Regions from separate parts of the Hordeum vulgare genome. Here all the other regions are linked to region 3. A link is a contact called in public Hi-C data. All regions are on one chromosome and are shown on one strand. The core of a region is the stretch at or near the end of the contact, and the rest is flanking DNA. Distances in the headings are between cores, read along the strand shown. Region 1 has its middle 96 kb from the start of LOC123444787. Region 2 holds the start of LOC123444787 (photosystem II 22 kDa protein 1, chloroplastic). Region 3 holds the start of LOC123444784 (serine/threonine-protein kinase SAPK4).

What was found. A called contact is a pair of places that touch in the nucleus more often than the background predicts.
Region 1: a contact with region 3 is called in a Hi-C map of leaf, with 2.7 times the contacts expected there. The contact joins the enhancer-like site here to the promoter of LOC123444784 in region 3. A contact is called at or near these places in 3 of 6 Hi-C or Micro-C datasets (leaf and seedling).
Region 2: a Hi-C map of seedling shows a contact between it and region 3, with 6 times the contacts expected there. The contact joins the promoter of LOC123444787 here to the promoter of LOC123444784 in region 3. A contact is called at or near these places in 2 of 6 Hi-C or Micro-C datasets (leaf and seedling).

The regions. Positions count from the first base shown.
Region 1 is chr3H:536,100,649-536,103,409 of MorexV3_pseudomolecules_assembly, forward strand. No RefSeq gene overlaps it. Among protein-coding and RNA genes, the nearest start is that of LOC123444787, 96 kb to the right of the region's middle. Within about 2 kb of position 1,258, at least 3 of the 3 cell types and tissues checked have open chromatin away from gene starts, as enhancers often do. A contact at or near this core is called in leaf and seedling, where this site is marked.
Region 2 is chr3H:536,197,062-536,200,101 of MorexV3_pseudomolecules_assembly, forward strand. It overlaps LOC123444787 (photosystem II 22 kDa protein 1, chloroplastic), which reads right to left and starts at 1,261. Exons shown (of 4, transcript XM_045121630.1): 1 at 950-1,261; 2 at 725-838. The coding sequence starts at 1,162. It overlaps TRNAQ-UUG (a tRNA gene), which reads left to right and starts at 2,090; the gene lies at 2,090-2,161. TRNAQ-UUG (a tRNA gene) reads left to right here and starts at 2,230; the gene lies at 2,230-2,301.
Region 3 is chr3H:535,969,177-535,972,074 of MorexV3_pseudomolecules_assembly, forward strand. It overlaps LOC123444784 (serine/threonine-protein kinase SAPK4), which reads right to left and starts at 1,636. Exons shown (of 9, transcript XM_045121626.1): 1 at 1,275-1,636; 2 at 1,040-1,114; 3 at 464-565; 4 at 322-375; 5 at 1-89. The coding sequence starts at 1,394.

The DNA of each region.
Region 1 (2,761 bases), core at 8-2,507, 130 kb after region 3:
CCGTAAAGTAAGACACAACCCAAGCCCGCGGCGTGCATTCACCAGGCCGCCGACGCCGCCGAGCACTGTGCGTTCACCACGCAGACGCCCCACAGTTCACACCGGCGGCGACACCCGTCGGCACGTACTCGCACGTTACGAAACGTCGCGCGCTTGGCCGGCGGAGACCCCCGACCGCGACCCGCGGCCGCGGACGAGTGACAAGTGCCACTGTTTACCGTCTCGTCGCCTGTTACTGCATGGGTCGATTCTCTTCTTCTTTCTGCCGATCGCAAGGAAAGGTGGTGGCGCCGTTCCACGCGTGACGTTCTCTGTTGTGTTGTGTTGTGTTGCGTTGCTTAACCGAACGCAACAACAGCGGTCTTCTCCGATCTGACCTTGGGTCCGGATCGTCGAGGCGAGAAATCTCTCAACCGAAGAATAAACCCGGAGGATTTGGGGTGCAGGGAGACGGATGAACTGTGCTAGCAGTGATTGGGGCCAACAGGATAGGGATTTGATTCGTTGGCGTGAGGATAGGATACGATCTGGCCCCGGAGGCTGAATTCGGGGTCCGGCCTAGTAATCCGGCTACAGAAAGAAAACAGAGCGGGACGAACGAGGGACAGAGATTCACGTCAGAGATCAGATCAATCCATGCCACTGCTACCCATAGGCAGGTTTTGTCTTTCTTCTTCATCTTCTCAAACGAGCAGGAAACAACCGCATGTGCCACCGTATCATGCATCTGGCCTAGCCCCCCTGTGTTCGCACCAACAAATCAGCAGTGCTGGCCCTGGTGCAGGAACGAAGATACGTTTTTTACGTTCAAATTGCCTGTACTTTTTATCTACCCTGCCGTCGACTGGACCCAAGATATTGGTATTAGTCTAAGCAACGGCTTAGTGGTTGCCGCAACGCACGACCGTGACATGACGACACAAAAATATCCAAATTACTCTATGTTTTCCCGTGGAAATATCTACTAACTCTGATGTAGACGTTGAGATCTACCGAGTATCGACCAAGTCGGCACCGCAGTTAAGGATACCACCATTAAAATTCGAAAGAAAATGTCATATAGTAGGGCAATATTCTTGTGTTGAGTCTCGAAACCGGATACGTGTCTTGTGCACGAGTGTACGATGAGGAAATTGTAAATAAATATGTACTGTAGATCATTTTTCTTCGGTGTGAAGCTACTGGCTCCAAGCCACACGTAGGCACATGTGGCACGGTAGAAACGACAACGCGTGAGGACGAGAGCCCCGGCTTTCCGACCCGTCCGCGTGGCACACCGGCCCGCCCACGTGGCCCGGAGCCCACGGGACACGAGCAGGTGGATGGGTGGATCGACGTGGCTAGTTGGCTACACTATCCTTTGTCCGGCTGGCTACGTGGATTTTGGCAGCCAAGATGCAGAACCCGGTGGAGGGGCGCACAACATGTGATCCTCGACAGAATTCACCAAAATATATTTTTATAAACCACGATGGTACGATCCGATGCGGTTAATTCGTAGTATTAGTACATTTACTTGCAAAAATAATAATCATGGTTCGTTTTATTTTCATTTCAGAGAAAATGTATCCTACTGGAAATACGTAGCTCTGCGTGGGTGCACGTGTCGAGTACGGTATGCCGGCGCACGTCTCTCCTCATTATAGGGTAGAAATTTCTTGACAAGGTCACGGGTAGAGCACGACGCTCTACGGTAAAAACCCACCACCCCAAACTCAAGCGTACGCGTTCACGTTCCCGCAGAGAAGTTTATCCGATTGCGACATACATTTCTTCCTGTCAAATCACAGTTAATACACACAGTATTCCAACTTTGTTTAGCTTCCTTTGATTAATAGTGAATTAATTAACCAAGGAGCTTTCTGAGTACGTGTGCTACTGCGATGGCACCTCCGAGAAACAACTTAATGCGCCATATCCCTGTGGGGCCGGCCATTCATTCATTGTTGCACTGTGGCCACTGGCAAGGCCATGTGAGGCATGGTCCACCGCATACGCCTCACATACGAACAGTGCGATTATGACGGAACAACAGCAGCTTAAGAGATTCTGTTAATAGATAGCTTGAGCACGACGGCCCATTAGTTCCCTACCTTAAACTATGCGATTAACTAACTGATAATCTGCTAATGATCGTATTCACGATCGAAGCCGTGATACCTCGGCAACGGTCCAGCGTGCGCAGCTAGCCGCAGGACCGCAGCAAGCATATAGTAGCACACCTAACTAAGCTTCACATCAGACATACAAAAGTTGTACAGTACTCAATACGTACGTAAGGTATACGTATGTACCACCCCATAAAACTACGGTTGCTTAACCACCAGGGGGAAAAGAAGCTATCTGACTCAAAGAATAAAAATAAAATCCAGTACTGGATAGCAGCTAGCTTGCTTGCAAAGTTGCGGCGTGGCCCCCGCGAAAGCCAACCAACACCTAAGAATAACAGTTAAGCTTATATCAGACACACTTTATTATCATTCCTCTCTTGTTTTTGTTGGTTTGCATATTCCTTATAGTGCTGCTCTGTCATTCTGTCCGTCTGCCTGGCATGTCATGCCGCTTGGGCTTGAGAATCATCGTCGTCGGGCAGAGGTTAGCTTAGATATGGGATTATTCCCTTTCTGGTTGTACCCATATATATCAGGATATCATATCTTAGAGCATCTACAACTCATGAAAAAAGTTTTTTTCCATTTTGTATTACAAAGCAATCAACCGAAACATCCATCAATAGATGTTGGGACGAAAACATCACAGT
Region 2 (3,040 bases), core at 11-2,510, 230 kb after region 3:
GGACAAAAACTGAAATTTTAGAAACAAGTTAAATAATTACAAAACATATTATAAGTTATGTATAACTTTCTTTGAACTATTGAACACTTTTGATTTGAAATATTTGGGTAGTTTAAATGCTACACTATTATAGCAAATCCACATATATTTATTACTACCTCCGTAACAAAATGTAGGACATTTTTTATGCCCTGTGCAAAACCAAAACATGATATACTGAGGTAGGTTATAGTAGTCTACGCCGTTATAGTATCCTAGAAAAACACCATTTTCATTGATACTCCCCCTGTCCCAAAATAGCTGTCTTAACTTTGTACTAGCTCTAGTATAAATTTGTACTAAGTTTAAGACACTTATTTTGGGACGGAGGGAGTATTAATGAAAATGGTGTTTTCTGATCTTTTTAAGCATTTGAATAAGCTTTTAACATCATTTCATAGTATATATGTGCGTAGATTTCCCCCTCGGTCAGTTTCTAATTTATCTTTAACTATTTTTCTGTTTGAACTGGATAGTACGAGCTCATCATCAACTTACCACGTACGGGGACATATATACATGTCATCCTGTGGCAACGCAAACCAGATTGCTATAACTTAATATGTTGAGCAGCTAGTTAATTATGTTCTTATTCTACCCTTGGAATTGCCTTGGATTGGTCCACATGCACATATATAAAAGACGTTGATGCATGGTAATTAAATTACGGCGCAGGGGTACTCACGGCGAAGCCAATCATGGCAACACGGCCGACGAAGAGCTCGTTCTCCTTGGTGAAACCGATCCCGCCGGACGTGCCGAAGATGCCGTCCTCCGTCTTGGGCTTGGGCGCAACGACCTATACATATATAATCAAAACACAACGCCGTCAGACAACTACAAGGAGAGGAAGACATCACCAGACCTGCATTGGTGGCAATGAACATGTAAGGCCCAGGCGCGAGCTGACCTTCTTGGCCGGCGCGGCCTTGGTCTTGGACTTGCCGAACAGGGCCATGGTCCGGACGGAGAGGGACGGCATGTGCTTGTAGTAGGCCGCCGAGGAGGAGGAGAGCGCGAGCCGCGAGAAGGGCGTGGACGCCGACGACGGCCTGGCCGCCTGCAGCAGGCTCCTGCCGGAGGCCACGCCGTTGACGCCGGACATGAGCATCGACTGTGCCATGGCCGCCTGCTAGACTCCCACTCGCGACGATATCGCTTCGCGCTTCGTCTGTGGCTGTGGCTGTGGCTGTGGCTGTGAGGGTTCTATAGCCTGGGGGACTCTGCTCTGCGGCCGCGCGGCCACGTTTTATGAGATCGCGCGGGGTGTTCCCGGGCGTACGTGTGGCGCTGCGGGGGCGCGCGATTGGCGAGCGGCGTGGGCGAGGATAGGGTGCGCGAAGGGCGCCCGAGAGACCACGTTTCCCCGTATCCGACCAGTGGCCTCCGAGCTGATACGGTTCGTGCGATCGATCCAAGCTGACGGGGCACTAGTAGCAGACGGGCTAGCAGTAGCAGGTGGTTGGTACGCTGCTGCACTCGCCTCACTGAAAAGTGCTGCAGGGCCAGGCTGCAGCGGCGCCACGCGTGTGGGAGGCCACTGGTATGTTGTCTAGTAAACTTGTAGCGTACCACGTTGGAGTGTAGCGAAGTGGACTGTGATTGGGCATGGCTTTCGTTTCTGGTAGCGGAAGCGCCATGCGTCGCTGAGCTAGTAATTCCTTTTTGGTGGTGGCCTGGTGGAAATCAGCAAACCGAATTTCCAGCCTCCGAATCTTCGCGCGAGGTCCGACGAACTCAGTCTACTCCGCATCTTCGCCATAGCGGTGGCATTCTCCCGTTGTGGCGTGACCTCGGCCACGAAGACGATACTGGCGTTTCACATCCGTCATGACAATATCCAACGGTGTAACACATTGAGCGCCGCTTCGGTCCTAGGATAGCCGGAGAGTGGTAGGTGATGGCAATGGAGTCCTTGCCTAAAATGAAATGGAAAAAAAAAAGGAAGCTGTATTCGTCGGATATTCCCTACTCAAAAGGAGCTTAACAGAAAGGAAATTATTCTATTTATAGGATAAATAAGGCTACCGGAGCAGAGCACACATCAAATGGTTTCGTAGTGTAGTGGTTAGCACTCCAGACTTTGAATCTGGCGACCTGGGTTCGAATCCCGGCGAGACCTCCTTTTTTTCTTTTGTCTTAAATTTATATACCTAGAAATAGAATCACCAGGAAATTAGTACATCAAATGGTTTCGTAGTGTAGTGGTTAGCACTCCAGACTTTGAATCTGGCGACCTGGGTTCGAATCCCGGCGAGACCTTAATTTTTTGAAAGATTTTTTTAGCCAATATTACTATTTAAATGTGTACTCTGTTATTTATTAGCTATTTTCATTTTACAATGTACTTATATTTTTTCCTGAAACAGTATAAGAATTTTCTTACACTATAATACTTTAGTACAGAATATTTTTTTAGCCAATATTACTATTAAAATGTGTACTCTGTTATTTATTAGCTATTTTCATTTTACAATGTACTTATATTTTTTCCTGACATTTGGTGTCTACTCCCTCTATCAAAATATAAGAATTTTTTTACACTATATAATACTTTAGTACAGAAGAGTACATGGTACATTGTAATCACGCTTTTTTTTTCATTTTACAATGTACTTATATTTTTTCCTGACATTTGGTATCTACTCCCTCTATCAAAATATAAGAATTTTTTTACACTATAATACTTTAGTACAGAAGAGTACATGGTACATTGTAATCACGCTTTTTTCACTGACATTAAGTATTTTCATGGTACAGTGCACATACCTTCTGTTGCTACAGATACTCGCTACAGAAAGAAAGATGTTGAAGAATACGTATCAAAAACTATACACAAATAACATTCACAATGAAACATTAAATAGCTCAGCAAAAAGAAATTATGGCTTACAAAAAAGTCGCCTGAAGCATCTCTAATACTCCCTCTGTATCGAAATATTTGTGGTTTTAGTAGGCTATAAGATTAGATGAAGTTTTAAACAATACAAACACTTCAAAA
Region 3 (2,898 bases), core at 386-2,885:
GAGTAGCCAAAATCACATATTTTGAGCCGTGGAGCTGCACTGCCATCCAAGAGAACATTCTCCAGCTTCAAATCTCTATGGCATATTTGCTGGTATATGACAAGACCATCCCGAGAATCAAGTTAATAGAAATACAGTACACTAGAGCTTGGCTCATACATCCAACTGCAGAAGGTTAACAGTGAAACCAGCCGTGAAAGATAAAAGAAACTTGAAAGTTGAAACAGTAGGTACAGTAGTCATTTGTGCTTGAGGAAAATGGGTTGCTGATTTGAATGTAAACTATTAGTATTAACGATACTCTTGCTTGTGTGTTCATACCATGTGATGGCAGTAGCTCACACCACAGATCAACTGCTGAAAGAAATACCTTGCCTGTGTGAAGCAAAACCAGATTAAATATTGCTCTTCCACCCGAATCGAAAATAATAAGATTATAAAAGTCAGGAATAAATCACGAGACCTCATCCTCACTGAACCGCCCGCGATCACAGATCCGCTCAAACAGCTCCCCACCTGCTGCGAACTCCATGACAATCATAAGATTTGTTGGCGTCAGTACCACCTGGAGAATTCCCCCCGGAACAATTAAAATCATGTGTGTGGCTGTGATAAGGAACTAGTAGTAAATAAAGCTAAAAGCACAATCTGATTCCTTCTTCCATTAAAAGTTTGTGCTGTTACAATGCAAACAGAAAGATGCGCATGCCTTTATGTTTCAGGTGAATAATTGCCACGGAGAAGGTGTCTCTCAACGACATGCATCTGTAACATGCGAATCCATTCCCCAAATCACACAAATATACAAGTGGCTTGCGTAAAGCGAAATCAGGAAGGGAAGTATCAAAGATTAGGTAGCAATCAAAAGATTCCTCACTACATGCAGTTAAGAGAATTTTTTTACAGGAAAAAAGAAAACCATCATCCGCACCATTCCTACCCGTAACCTTGCAACGATTTGCATCGAGAAACGCAAAAAAATATGTTTAAAAAAACAGAGGAAAATAATTGTGCCATGTCGACGATTTTTTCCACGAACCTCCTTGAAGCGGATGATGTTGGGGTGGCGCAGCGAGCGGTGGTTGATGATCTCCCTGTAGACATTCTCGTCAATCTGCAGTGCACAGATCCCCCAAAACGGCAATTAATCAATCCACCTCCCACCGAACGAGCAAAGCCGGCCAGCCCCAATTACTCCCCCCATGTATGTATAGCACAGACAAAAATAAATAAGCGGAGAGGACGAGGGAGGGGAAGGAGACAAGCGAACGAACCCGGTGTCCGCGCTCGATGCACTTGACGGCGACGAGCTCGCGGGTCTCGCGGTTGCGCATCAGCCGCGCCACCCCGAAGTTGCCCGACCCGATGTCCCGCACCGCCTCGTACTTCTCCATCCCCTCCCTCCTCCGCCTCCAGCCGCACCCCCCACGCGTCGCCGGCCGCGCACCCCTGCCCCTGCCCCTCGGCCTCCCCCCGCGCGCGTGCGATCCCCGCGTAGCCCGTGGGGGCCCACGACGGCCGGCCGGAGCCGCGGAACGGAGGGCACGGCGGCGGCGGAAAGGGCGCGGTGCGGTGCGGTGGCGTGCGTCGTTCGGTAGGTTGGTTCCGGGCCGGGCCGTGCCGCGGGTTGCGTCTGCGGTGGCGCGTGTGTGGGGGCGGTGCGTGGGCGTGTGTCGCGGGCGGGGTTATATACCCCAGGCGGGGAGGGGGGGCGCGGCCAGCGAGGGGGAGGAGGAGCCGGACGGGAGGTGGAGTGGGCCACGCCGTCGGCGGGTCCGTGTCACGCACCGTGGCGCGTGGGCCCTGCCGCCTGGCTGGCCGGTTCCTGTTCGCCGCTGGATTCGATGCGTCCGACTAAAATGGTTCTTTTTCTGCGGGGGTTCCAGCGGAGGAAAAATATCCTCCCTCTTGGGGAGGGAGGAAGAGGGGGGAAAGGGAAAATATCCGTTTGGTGTAGTATCCTGCTATGAATACCTGTTTCCATCGGAGGAATGATCCCACTGGGTATAATAAATGGTGTACTGATCTGATCACAGCGTTGTGTGTCGGCTCTACTTTATCGTATCTTTGTTTATCTTATTATAGCCGGCTGATTTGGGTTTTTTCTTTCAGGGTACGTTTAAAGTTGAGAATGGTTTCATACTTGAACCATACCCTACATTTATCTCTCAAAATCATACTTAAACCATACCCATTTGATGTCATTTTCAGCCCAACCAAAACTAAACCCATTATTTTTTCCACCCAAACCAACTTAAACCCAATAAATAACCGTGGGTTTATAACCAATACATAACTATGGATTTGCTTTAATGTATATATAATTACACAAATTGACAAGTTAAAAAGCAAATGAGATAGAAAAGGTATAAGTGCATCTACAACAGTTTGAGAACAAAATAATCCTTGAGATAAAGTCAACACACATCAAAAGGCAAAAAAAAAGTCCATGTTTGAATAGCTCACTAACAAGTGTATTGAAACAAAATTGCTTAGCCAAATCACAAGCAAATACTTTCGATTTTTATTTGGTATTTCCTAATAATACATAATTATATAGTGCGTTACAACATGCATGCGAATCAAAGATATTCGTTCTCGGTCATAGTTTGTTATTGCACATAACCAATGCCTAGAAACCGGTTTGGATCCATAGTTTATAACCGTTTATAACCAAACTGTTTAAACCCATAACCAACTATACCCAAACTGGTTTCTTCACATACCCAAACCAAAACCAAACTAAAAAAGCTCAATCCAATAAAACCAAAACCAATCAAACCCAAATTAATAACCGAACCGTTAGACCCGGTTTTCTAATAACCATTCCCAGGTTTAGATACGTTAAAGACGTACCATAGCTTTATACTCCCTTCGTTCTTAGATATAAGTCTTTTA